Regions from separate parts of the Gossypium hirsutum genome. Here region 1 is linked to region 2. A link is a contact called in public Hi-C data. All regions are on one chromosome and are shown on one strand. The core of a region is the stretch at or near the end of the contact, and the rest is flanking DNA. Distances in the headings are between cores, read along the strand shown.

The links. Hi-C and Micro-C count contacts between places; a contact is called where the count stands out from the background.
Region 1: a contact with region 2 is called in a Hi-C map of leaf, with 1.8 times the contacts expected there. The contact joins the promoter of LOC107894501 here to the promoter of LOC107893626 in region 2. A contact is called at or near these places in 2 of 34 Hi-C or Micro-C datasets (both in leaf).

What each region holds. Positions count from the first base shown.
Region 1 is chrA13:77,126,370-77,132,999 of Gossypium_hirsutum_v2.1, forward strand. LOC107894501 reads left to right here and starts at 3,050. Exons shown (of 5, transcript XM_016819770.1): 1 at 3,050-3,333; 2 at 3,758-3,947; 3 at 4,038-4,226; 4 at 4,326-4,562; 5 at 4,705-5,178. The coding sequence starts at 3,050. The coding sequence ends at 5,178. It overlaps LOC121212416 (a long non-coding RNA gene), which reads right to left and starts at 2,420. Exons shown (of 2, transcript XR_005907541.1): 1 at 1,303-2,420; 2 at 474-1,166.
Region 2 is chrA13:76,862,914-76,868,847 of Gossypium_hirsutum_v2.1, forward strand. LOC107893626 (acyl-CoA-binding domain-containing protein 4) reads right to left here and starts at 3,315. Exons shown (of 18, transcript XM_016818665.2): 1 at 3,035-3,315; 2 at 2,668-2,738; 3 at 1,419-1,482; 4 at 1,254-1,325; 5 at 783-977; 6 at 627-704; 7 at 256-366; 8 at 1-66. The coding sequence starts at 3,199. It overlaps LOC107893628 (autophagy-related protein 18a), which reads right to left. Exons shown (of 4, transcript XM_016818667.2): 2 at 5,320-5,527; 3 at 4,969-5,095; 4 at 4,620-4,900. The coding sequence ends at 4,789.

The sequences.
Region 1 (6,630 bases), core at 1,800-4,299, 260 kb after region 2:
CTTTTTCATCTCCATTAACAAACCATTATTAAGCATTCAAAACTCTTAACCAAAAGCAAATGAGGAAAATTTTTCTCTTACTAGAGCCTTTTTTTTTCCTCTATAAGTGACTCCATTTCTATTTCGTTTAACGTCTTATTTTTGTTTCTTTCTTAGCCTTGTTCCGTTTCTTTTTGTTATCTTCTTTAGCCTTGAATCCCTAACGTTTGTCTAGTAGCTACTAGGTTTAGCATGGGCTCTATTGCTCTAGTGTCTGTTAGACCTAATCATGGGTCGGGTTGAGTTAATGCAAAATTTTAAGCTCATTTTCCGAGTTGAAAATAGTCTTAAAATTTTGCTCAAACTCAGCTTAGATAAAAAATACTAAACTCAAACTCAGCCCGCCTATATTAATTTTTTTTTGTATAAAAGTAAATTTAAAAAATATAATACATCAAATACACTAAAAATATTAAAATAATAACAGAAAAAAGTTTAGGAATGAAACCGAAGGATTAAATTATTCAAAAATCAAATTAGCATAAAATATAAGACTAAGGGTTTCCATGAAAGAGGCATCCGTTTTCAACGTTCCATCCGACGGTCGGACTGATATCGGTACTTTCACTGAGGAGGAACGCAACACCAAAAAAGTCAGATTTAAAGTGGTGGGAGAGGATTCAATGGATAACATGGTGGTCGACACGACTCCAGTGAAAGAAGTTTCTTGGAAAGAGATGCTTCTGGGAAGGAATGGTTTTGAATCTGGTGATGGTGCCTCTGATGGAGACCTCATAATTGAAGATAGTGACATTCTTCGATCCTCTATTAATGGAATCCCTGCCATTAACTTCTCGGAGCGCTTAAAGAATATTTTGATTAGGGATATGGAGACTACCGTCGTGGTCAAGTTGTTGGGAAGGAACATAGGTTACGGGGTGTTACACAATTGTATTTCTAGCCTTTGGAAACCCTCCCAACCTTTTCGACTGATGGACATCGAGAACGGATATTACCTTGTCAGATTCTAAAGCAGAGTTGACTATGATCTGGCTCTGACTCAAGGCCCTTGGATAGTGTTTGGACACTATCTAACCGTTCAGCCATGGACAATCGAGTTTGATCCACTGAAACCTTTTCCTAGCGTGGTTACCACCTGGATCCGTTTTTCAGGATTGCTGGGTTTCCTGTATAAGAAAATGATATTAGAGGAGATAGGGAGCTTGGTGGAAAAGTGATGAAGCTAGACTTCAAGACGGATAGTGGTGCAAGAGGCCAATTTTCTAGAATGGCGGTGTCGGTTGATTTGAAAAAGCCACTTACCTCACAAGTCTCGATCAACGGGTGAATCCAAAGAGTGGAATTTGAAGCTTTTCCCACGGTATATTTTCATTGTGGTAAATATGGCCATTTAAAAAATTCTTGTCCTTTTTTTTTGGCAGAACGGAGCATGCAAGGGGAGAAGGAAGACGCTCCTGTGACGGTGGACAAAGATGCAGATTCGGTGACGATGGCTGAGGCCTTTGGCCCGTGGATGGTAGTCCAGCGTAAATCTAGGCGCAACCAAGCCAGAAAGCCAAATCATCACACAAAAGTTACGGAAGGAAATCCCGATGGATCAAGATTCACGGCGTTATTCACTGAAAATAATCAATTGGCAGATTTGGGGGCTAGGAAATCAAGGGCTGATAATTCGGGGGCTAAAATTTTGGGGTTGAAGGAGGTTGCCTTTAAACAAGGAGATTTTATCAAGAAATTAAAAGAAAACAAGCCTGAGGGAAATTATGGGCATCGGGCTGAAGGAAATAAAGGTAAGGAAATAGTGGGCCATAACTGATTTATTGGGCTTAAGGATAAAGCTAGTGGGTTAGTCCATTTGGAAGTTGAACAAGGAAAAGCTGGACAAGGTCAGACGCATGGGGATTTAATTTTAGAAAATAATATTAGCTCCAATACGGACGGGTCACAACCCATTTTGACAGGCAAGCTGATTTTAAATGATTCAAGACACTTAGACCATATTGTGTAGTCGGGTCCCACACCGATTTCAAAAAATAAAAACTTCTCCCTGCACTTTAATCCCATTTTCGAATGACCTATGGAGTCAGAGGTGATTTTATATTTTAACGTGTTAGATCCCGAAAGACATTCGGCCGTTATTTTTAAAGGAAATTCAGATCACAAGACCGTAGTTACTGAGTTAAATAATAGACCAACTGACTCTAGTATCTTGTCAGCTCCTTCAAAAGGACATGGACTTGATAATAAAAAAGTAAGTGGGCGTAGTGGTAGAGTGCTAAATAAGACAATTCGACGACGGGGGAGACGTTTTAAAATTGCTAGAAATTCGCGTGTCTCACTCATTGATGATATGAATTCCATGGCAAAACTTATTGGTGAGCAAGTAGAGACCCTTACTGACATGGTTAGTACCAACGAGAAAGGAGATAAAGCTTCCATTGGCCTTTGAAAGGTTAGTCCTCTTACTTTTAATTTATTATTTATGAATTTTACTATTTTTTCTTGGAATTATTAGGGTTGTGCTAGTTCGAAGTTTACTTGGGTTTTTCATGAATACAATCAGGAACATAAACCTGATTTGATCAGTCTTATCGAAACAATGGTCAGTGAGGGAAAAGCTGATTCAATTATTATGAAGCTCGGGTTTCATTACTCACATCGTGTCAAGGCAGTGGGCTTTTCAAGTGGTATTTGGATTGGTTGGAAAGAATCCATTTGTGTGGAGGTTCTTAAAAACCATTCGCAATTTGTGTTAGTCAGAATTTCTGGTACCTCTTCTAGGCAGCCTCTTTTGGTCACTTTCGTGTATGCCAGCTCGAATTATAGTAAACGGAGACTTTTGTGAGAGACTTTACAGAGAACTATTCCTGTGGATGGGTCTCCATGGATGGCGATTGGTGACTTTAATGCTATTCTTTCTCCTTTTGAAAAGAGAGGGGGCCGGACTCTAGGAAAAAGATGTCCTTTTTTGGGTGAACTTTTGGGCTCCGCCTTGTTGCAAGACTTAGGCTTTAGTGGACCGCAATTCACTTGGCAGTGATGGGGGATTATGGAGCGTCTGGATAGGGCTATCTGCAACAATGCTTGGTTCACTCTTTTTCCTAATTCTTTGGTGACCCATTTACCACGACTTAAATCGGACCATAGACCCCTTGAGTTTTCTTTGATGCCAGCTATTCATTCCTCTCAAGGGCGTCCGTTTAGATTTCTAGCAGGTTGGGTTGAACATCCTGCGTTCTCGGATTTTGTTAAAGAGAATTGGAAGGTTTCATCTAACATGTCGACGGTTCATTCTGAGTTTACTGATCAAGTCAAAAGATGGAACAAAGTTGTGTATGGTCACATTCCTACCTGAAAGAGGTTTCTGACAAAGAAACTTCACAACATTAAGATCGAGCACAGCAGAAGAAACTCGGCTTTTCTTAGTCAAGTTGAGTCAGAGGTTAGAGAAGATTTGGAAAATGTATTGTATCATGAAGAGATTCTTTGGCGACAGAAAGCTCGATGCGTCTAGCTAACCTTGAGGGATTGCAACACTAAATTTTTTCATACTCGAACTCTGAGAAGAAGGAAGCAGGATCAAATCACCACTTTAAAAAATGATTTGGGGGAATGGATCATGGATGAGGAGCAGCTAAAGACTGAAGCGGTCAATTTCTTTAAAGCTTTATATGGCGAACACCCCAGTCCTGTGAGAGGCTTACCCTTGAACGCTTTCCCCACCTCTTCGTGATGAAGATTTTAACCTCCTTAATAGGCCAGTTTTTGATGAGGAAATCAAAACCGCTTCGTTTGACATGGCTCCTTTGAAAGCTCCAATAAGTGATGGTTTTCACGTCCTTTTCTACCAAAGCCAGTGGGATCATGTTGACACCTCCGTTTTTAGTTGGGTTAAAGGTATTTTTGCTGGTAAGAGTATTGATTCAGAATTAAATAATTCGCTTATTGTTCTTATTCCTAAGACCCATAATCCGGAAGGCTTTGCCTAGTTTCGGCCAATCAATTTGTGTTCTGTTCTTTATAAACTGATTATGAAGATTATTGCTAACCGTTTTAAAGTGGTTTTCCCCAAGCTTATTGCTCCTGAACAGACTGGTTTCTTAGCAGGACAAAACATCACTGATGATATTGTAATTGCTCAAGAGGTTATCCACTCTATGAGAAGCTTACAAAAAAATAGGAGGTGGATGACCATCAAAATAGACCTGGAAAATGCCTATGGTCGAGTGCGCTGGGATTTCATTGACTCGTCGCTCCAAGCTACAGGTATTCCTAATTTTTTACGTAATGTTATTATGTTTGTAATTTTCAGTTCTACTATGCAGGTGTTGTGGAACGGGGTTCCAACTACGAAATTTCAACCAACCAGAGGTGTTCGTCAAGGTTGTCCTTTATCACCGTATTTATTCATTTTGTGTAAGGAATGGCTGAGTCATAGTATTCAGGCTGCCATAGGTGTTGGCAATCGGTCCCCCATTCGCCTGGTTCGCAATGGTCCACCACTTTCTCATATTTTCTTCGCGGATAATTTGATTCTCTTTGGTCATGCTGAGGAACATCAGGTTCTGATCATTAAGAATATTCTTGATGATTTTTGTAGTTACTCTGGTCATAGGATTAATAAGAGGAAGACAAATATTTTTTTTCTCCAAAGGCATCAATGGCAACGTAAGGCGAAATATCAACAACTTTTTTGGTTTTCAGGAAGTGAGTAATTTGGGGCTTTACTTAGGTGTTCCCCTATTCTACGAGAGGGTTACAAATTATACTTTACATTTTGTGGTAGATAAGGTGCGCAACAAGCTGTCTAGCTGGGACGCTAGGCAACTTTCCTTGGTAGGTAGGGTGACCTTAGCTCAATCTATCCTTCTGTCGATCCCAAGTTACTTCATGCAGACAATGATGATCCCTACAGGGTTGTGTGATGAGATCGAAAATATAGTGCAGAAATTTGTTTGGGGTTCCACTAATGGCAACACTAAAATAGTCTTGGTGAGTTGGGATTCAGTATGTCAACCGAAAGCTCATGGAGACCTTGGTCTGAGACACCTAGAAGATCATAATACTTCTTTCATGATGAATATGGGTTTTAACATTGTCTCTAATACTAATGCTTTATGGGTTCGGGTTATTCGGACTAAGTATGACATTCCAGTGGATTACCCCAGAATATATTGAGGGGGCGTTGTTCGTTCCTTTGGAGATCCATTGCTAAGGTATGGCCCCTTATCTATGAAAACATTTCTTGGTCCATTGGAGATGGTAAGAATATCCAATGTTGGCGATATCCTTGGATCCCAAATGGTGGTCCCTTATTATCTTATATCCCATGCTCTTCTAACCTTAATATGGATTGTACACTTAGTAACATGATTGCAGGTGATGGATCGTGGAACTTAGATCTTTTTTGTTTATGGGTTCTAGAAGAAATCATTCATAAAATTGTTGGAATTCCACATCCGCACCCTTCCTCGGGACTTGACAAAATAGCATGGGGGCTACCTCGACTGGATTATTTTCCATCAAAACTGCCTATGAGAAGATCTGAGCTGGTTCATTGAATCCTAAAGAACGCATTTGGGAGATGCCTTGGAGGTTTAGAGGTCCTCAGCGAATTCAGTATTTCTTATGGCTCGCGCTTAAGCATCGCCTTCTAACGAATGCCGAAAGGACAAGCAGAGGTATTGGGAATAGCAGTGGTTGTGGATTTTGCAAACATGATTGTGAGGATTTACTTCATGTACTTCGCGACTGTTCTGCAGCTAGAATCATCTGGGACAATATTATCCCAGAAGAAAGGCGATTCAAGTTTTACATTAGTTCTCTCCATAATTGGTTGATGGTTAATCTCACAAATAATTTCTTTTTTTCTTTAGATGGTGTAGATTGGCCATGCCTTTTTGGGATTATTGCTTGGCGCATCTGGAAGAACCGCAACTTCTTTATTTTTTAAGACTTTTCTTGGAGTTATGAAGAAATCCTCAAAGTTTCATGTAGTTTGGCTAAGCAATATCTATTAGTTTCAAAACCAGCTCATCACATGGAGTGTAACGCCTCAAAAATCCCGAAATCCTAAATTTTCTTAGTTTTTGATTTTGATAAAAATTGTGTTTAATATTCTTATCCAAGCGATAATTTTAGTAGGTCTTAGATAAGGTTTGAGTTCGAACCTAGGAATAAATGAAATTATAGTTTAGATATTAAAAGAATCAGGGCTGGCAAGTAGTTGGGCTTTTAAATAAAGTTAGGGGAAATAGTATAAAAAAAAGAGCCTGTGATGGAGTGGCTAAGTGATGCCACATAAGGTGTAGTGAGGTGGCGTTAGTAGCTAGCAAAGAGGTCCAAGGTTCGAATCCTAGTTTAGTATTTTTAGAGTTTAATTTTGGCCTTCTAGAAGGATGGAAGTTTAATTTTGGCCTTCTAGAAGGATGGAAGTGGTGTGAAGATGGACTCTAAGGGGAGTGTTTAGAAGAGAAAATTGAGGAAATGATCAAGGGGTTATCAGGGAGAAAAACGAGGAAATGAGAAGTGAGGAGTAAGTGGAGCTGAAGCGGGAACTTGGGCTTGAAGAATTTGGCTATAGGGCTATAAATAGGTGCCGAATGGGAGGATTGAAAAGCTAATGCCGAA
Region 2 (5,934 bases), core at 2,065-4,564:
CTGGATAGTTTCAGAAGGCACTTTTGTATGGCCAGCAATTGAAAGAAGCTTGTTCTCCCAAGGGATCTAGAGAGAAAAAATAGAGGGGATAGAGAGACAGAGTTAAATGATGTACTGCAGAAAGATAATCAGCATGAAAACAAGAATCTTCAGCAAACAGATTCTAAAAATATGTGCATTAATTCATTAAAGAACGTTGCTTCAGAGAAGTCCAAGTATAATTAAAAAAAGAAAGAAACTGGATTCTTTACTAACCAATGAATGACCAGCACACGGGGCTATATTCACTGGGGATGGTGATTCCACTGACTTAGGTACAACCTTAGCTTCGACCTTTGACCAAGTCCAGCTTCTCAAATCTAGAACCTGTATCAATCCTCACATTAGAGGAAAATATATCAAGTCGAGTTAGACTGACACATAAGCATGCAAACAAGAACCCAAGTTTATCAACAGTACAAAATTAGATTAATATTTTCCAGCAACGGCCAAGAAACTGAGTTACAATTTAATAATATTTCATTTCAGGTCCAAAACCATAAGTAATCTGATGTGATTAGAATGTTACAAAATTAATTCATGGCACGAAGCACTTGTGTTGCATGTTGAGCAAATGATTTACTTACATGGAGGTCATTTAGATAACGTCCATTGTGGTTTCCACCATATATATACATTTTATCCTGAAAAACTGCAGCTCCATGCTGACAAGTAAAGAGTAAATCTTTAGATGAGGAAAAATGCAAGACTACGAAAATTGAATTGGATAGACATGCCAGTACCTGGTAGCGGGCTTTGGGATGTTGGCCAATTACTGGGGGTGAAATCCATTTATCATATACAACAATCGAACCAAGGCCCTCTGATACAACATCTTTGTCCTCAGTTTCCATCAGACCTCCATTTTCAGCAGAAATTATCTTTGTCTCAACGAAAGAATTTGTGTTCTCAATGATAGGCTCAACATTTGAATTATGCTATGAACATGCAAACAAGTTAAGAAGGTACAAGTGAGTACAGAGAACAACAAACCTATCAGAATAACCGTAAAGCAACTTGGCTTCTCTCATTCAAATTTTAAGCATAAAAGAAAAATCATGTGGAAACAAACTTCTTCAAAGTTGAGAAAAAGCTATGAAACAGAGTTACATGCCCTTGAGACGGCAAAGTCACCCGACAAAACTGTGAAATAACAGACCAAGGGAAATTATAAAATTACACAACCAAAACTGTGAAAATAACAGCATACTCACATTCATTTGTACATCTATAACAGGCTCGGAAACAGAGTTAGAAGCCCTTGAATACCATCCTGGTTCTTCTTCCTGGCAAGAATTAAAGAACAAGGACAATGTAAAAAATAGGTTACCAAACTAAAATGGTCCATATACATACACAAAATCCAGATAAAGTTATACCTCCAATATTTTCACAAAGAGACGCATAGCTTCTGTAGAAACCATGTTTCCAAGCTGCTGCCAGCTGTAACAATAATGGAAGGCTTTATGAGAAGAACAATTATCAAAAGGTGGAAAAAAAATGAATAGCATGGATGACATTCACCTGACGTATGAAAATTGCTTTCAACCATCTAAATCCTTGTGTTACTTACACACATATAAAGCATGCTTATAAGTCAATCAGAAAATTAGGCCAATCTAAATCAGATAATACAGAGTAACACAAAAGTATTTCTTCATTTTTTCAACAAGAACTTGAGCAATATAAATTACGCAGAACGGAGATGCAACATCACCAAATACTGAAGCAACTAAAAGACATTCAATCCAAATATGTAACAGGCAGACATATTTGACCTATGTCCATGACATCTCTCTGAATCAGGATCATTATCATTAATCATCGACACCACTTTTAAGCAAATCGACCAAAACACTACCACCCTAAGCATAACCATATCAAACTAAAGTAGCCAAATGTAAACAAATATATATATACGAATTTAAACCTAGGGCTGTAAATGAACCAAGCATGAACAGAAAGAACTCTATTCAAGTTTTTTGTTTATTTTTAACCTTGTTCAGTTCAGTTTATGTTCATTAATAATTTCTGAATCGTGTTCATGTTGTTTGTTTGTTTGTTTAAATTATGTGTGTTCATTCGTTTAAGTTAAATGAACTTGTTTGTGAACATTAAACAATCATGTTTGCGAACATTAAATGAACATGTTCATGAACATATACTTGAGCATGTTCACAAACAAAGTTACTGAATAATGAACAAACAAACAACAAACAAACAATAAATAAACATATATCTTATTTTTTAGATATAAAATAATCAAATATAAATACCAATAATGAATCAATAAAAAAATTTATACAAACAATAATATTATTATTAACTATATAATCAAACAATAAACTATTTTTAAACGAGGTACACATGATTTATTAAACAGGCTTTAAACGAACAGGAATAAGCTTGTTCATGAACATAAAAGAGATGAACAAGCTTTATTTGTGTTTGGTTCTATTAAAAAACAAGCCTCAAGATATTGTTTATGTTCATTTATTTAGCTTGATAAACAAATAGAAACTGAACTGTTCATTGAACTCTATCATTTTACAGCCCTAATTAACCCCAACAACAGGCACCAAAAACAAATAAATAAAACTACACCCAGAAGCAAATGAGCTCGCAGACCTTTTCCATTTGCTATGTTCGACGGGACTCCATGAACTAGGCTTTGGAACATTACAAGGACCTACAGTAGCCTGTAAATAACATAATTAACATGATAATGCACAAAATCAGTAATGTTAAAAAAAAATGAGCATCCCATCTCAAACAATAAATAAACACACTCATTCGATAATTCAAGAGATCAACATCCGGATTGTCTTCAATTCGAGTGAGAAACTAGATCTCTGAAAATTGGACTTGAAATACTCCAAAAGTGAAATCATTTACAAAAGCAATCTAGATGGAGTCCTTAGAGAAAAGCAAATCGATTTAGCAATGAGAAGGCTGGGAGGATCCAGAGAGAGAGAGAGAGAGAGAGAGAAATGACCTGCTGGTATAAGGCGTAGAGGATCAAAGCGACGTCGTTAGAGAACCTGGAGGCAATGTCTTTGGTGTTGGAATTGGGAGATCCATCGAAGCCAGCGTAGGAAGCGGCCGCATAGAATCGTTCCGGGTATGCTGGGCCAGAGTTTGCCCTCGCCATAGTCGCCATTTTTTCCCTTTTTCTTTGATCTGAGATTTAAATACGAATAACATTTATGCCAAGTTTAAAACTCCAGAATTAATGTTTTTCTTTGTTACTAGATGTAAAAAAAGAAACCATATAAAATTATGTTTGGCTGTTGGCGCTTTATTTATTATTTATTATTTATTATTTTTACCTTTTAATAAATACATACTTTAATAACAGTTTGAAAATTTTGGTAATTTCAGACATTTGTAGTGGTTTTAGTTGTGTCGAGGGTGAGCTTTTGTTGTATCGCGCGCAAAGGAGCCCGCTTCAAAACCACATTTTCATCATCATCCATTATTCCATCTACCAACCTATATTAAAGTGTCAAGTGAATATATAAATATTTCTGTAATTTGTATTTTATCAGTATAAATATTTATAATTTTAAAATATCTCATACATCCTTTAGAATCTCAAGTTCTAGATTATCTTTTATCTCAGTTGCTGATGTATTTTAAATTGTATTATTAGATTATAGGAAGCTCAACTATAAATAAAATTATGCACGGATGTATGAAATTTATTAAATTTTATTAATCGAAGCTGTTAATTTTTAAAGTTAGAAAAATAGTTGACTTACGATGACCTTTTGAAAAAGATCCAAGCATTTTTAGATTTATATGTTTTTATAGGGTTTAAAAATCTAAATCTTAATTTCAAAATTTATTTTAAATCACTCAATCTCGAGTTGAGAAGTTCAAATTATGATCGCTTTAGTGAATATTGCGCAAGCAGAATTTTTAGACGGAATTATTACGAAAAATTAGTTATTTAGATTCTCAACCCTTGTCTTAAAACTTCATTCTCTTCTTTCATTGTTTTCTTTAGCTTTCAACTCAAAACCCTAAGCGATTAGATCCACCGCCACATGCTTATCCTTATCCTCCACCGCCTGGGGGATCATATCCGCAATATGGTTACCAACAGACCCCCCATGGTCCGAGCCATGGATACAGTCCTAACGACAATACCATTGGTGGAGCAGGGGTAGGATTCGGAATAGCAGCAGCTGGTGGACCTTAAGGTGGATTGGTGATTCCTGATATGATTGAGAATGTAAATCGGCTTATTTGGGTTGAGATGAAAATTAAAAAAAAATCAATGCAAATTTTGATTCTGTTTGCTTTGGACAAAGATTCATTACCAAAACTAAAACTAACATCAATATAATCATTTGAAGTGGTTGCGGCAAGCTCCTAAATATTGCCTACCAAAATCAAATTTCAATTGTTCAATGTTTTCAACAAATTCAATCTTTTCTAATTTTGCTATTCTTTTCAATATAATCATTTAATTCACTCATCACTTATTCATTTCATCAGAGTTAAGATAAAAAGTAGCATGGAAAATATGAACAGTTTAGGACAATGTTCAATATGTTAGTAAGAGCATAAAAAAATAAAAAAAGAAGCAAACAAATACTTATTTCTTAACCTTATGGAAAGTGCAGTTAAAAAGCCTCAGATCTAAAAGCTATATATCTCCCATTTACATTAACATATGTATGTATATATATACACACCCCCACCTTATATCTGTTATTTACAGATTAAACTCGTCATGTTTGACTATGAATCTTCATTCCAACTTGGAAAATGTTCTTCTTGCTTTAAGAAATTGTGTTCTTCCATTTGAGTCATCTGTCCACCGTTCACCGGGTCAAACTGGCACCGACGGAAGCTGCATTAACAACACAAGGAATTAAACAAGTATTGGACACTCATATGAACTCAGATATTTTCAGTTACCTTCCATCCATGCCAATAATCATGATAGTGTTCTTTTGTTGTCCAAAAGCAACAATGCACCGGGGACCTTCAGGCAGCCGGAATTGAGCCACCGACCACTCTGAGCTGAAATATTTTGGCAAAACACCTACAAAAATTTCAAAATATCAAATGAGCTTGACAGATAAAAGACAGCAATTGGCAGTCACATAAAGTTAGTCAATAGTCCCTTTGTTTCGGTGTAGATATATACTTAACCAAACCCAAAAACAAAGCAAAAGCTCAAAATCAGATCAATCTCTGGTTTAGTGTTTCATAGAACAAACAACTTTTACAACAATAAGGAGAAGTAGGAAATCCGAGGGCTTGTACCTTTCAAAATAGAAAGGGATGATAAAGCTGATTGATTAGAAAGAGGTGATTCCAATGCACTAGTTGACCTATCATCCCCCAAAACTACTGAATCAGCCTTGAGGCTAAAGACATGAACAGTTCCTTTGTCACTCGAGACCGCAAGCCACTGCACAGTAGGAGAGAAAGCAAGGCAGTATATCTCCGCTCGATCTGCCCCCCTCCTTACCTGCACCAAGGTTTTTACTTAAATGAATAGATTGCAAAAAGTATACTAGCCAACAGCTCAAAACAAAAATATCATTACTAGTTGCCACCAAGAAACCAAAGTCATCAGAATGACAAGGCATCCACTCCAAATGCATAGTCTAGCCAAATTTACGAGATCCAAAACAGAACATACTATCCCTACAATCAATCACGGATCCCCTTTCACCCTGTATCCAGACCCATTCCGTACAAGTTACTCTCAAAAATAAGCCGTATTCAAGCAATATTTTCAAAACTCTGACACATTCCATACAAGTTACTCTCAACCCTATAAAAAAGGACCCATTCCATACAAATTACACTCAAAATTCAAGCAATATTTCCAAAACTCTCTCTTATAAAACCAAGAACTTCCTTTAACCTCTA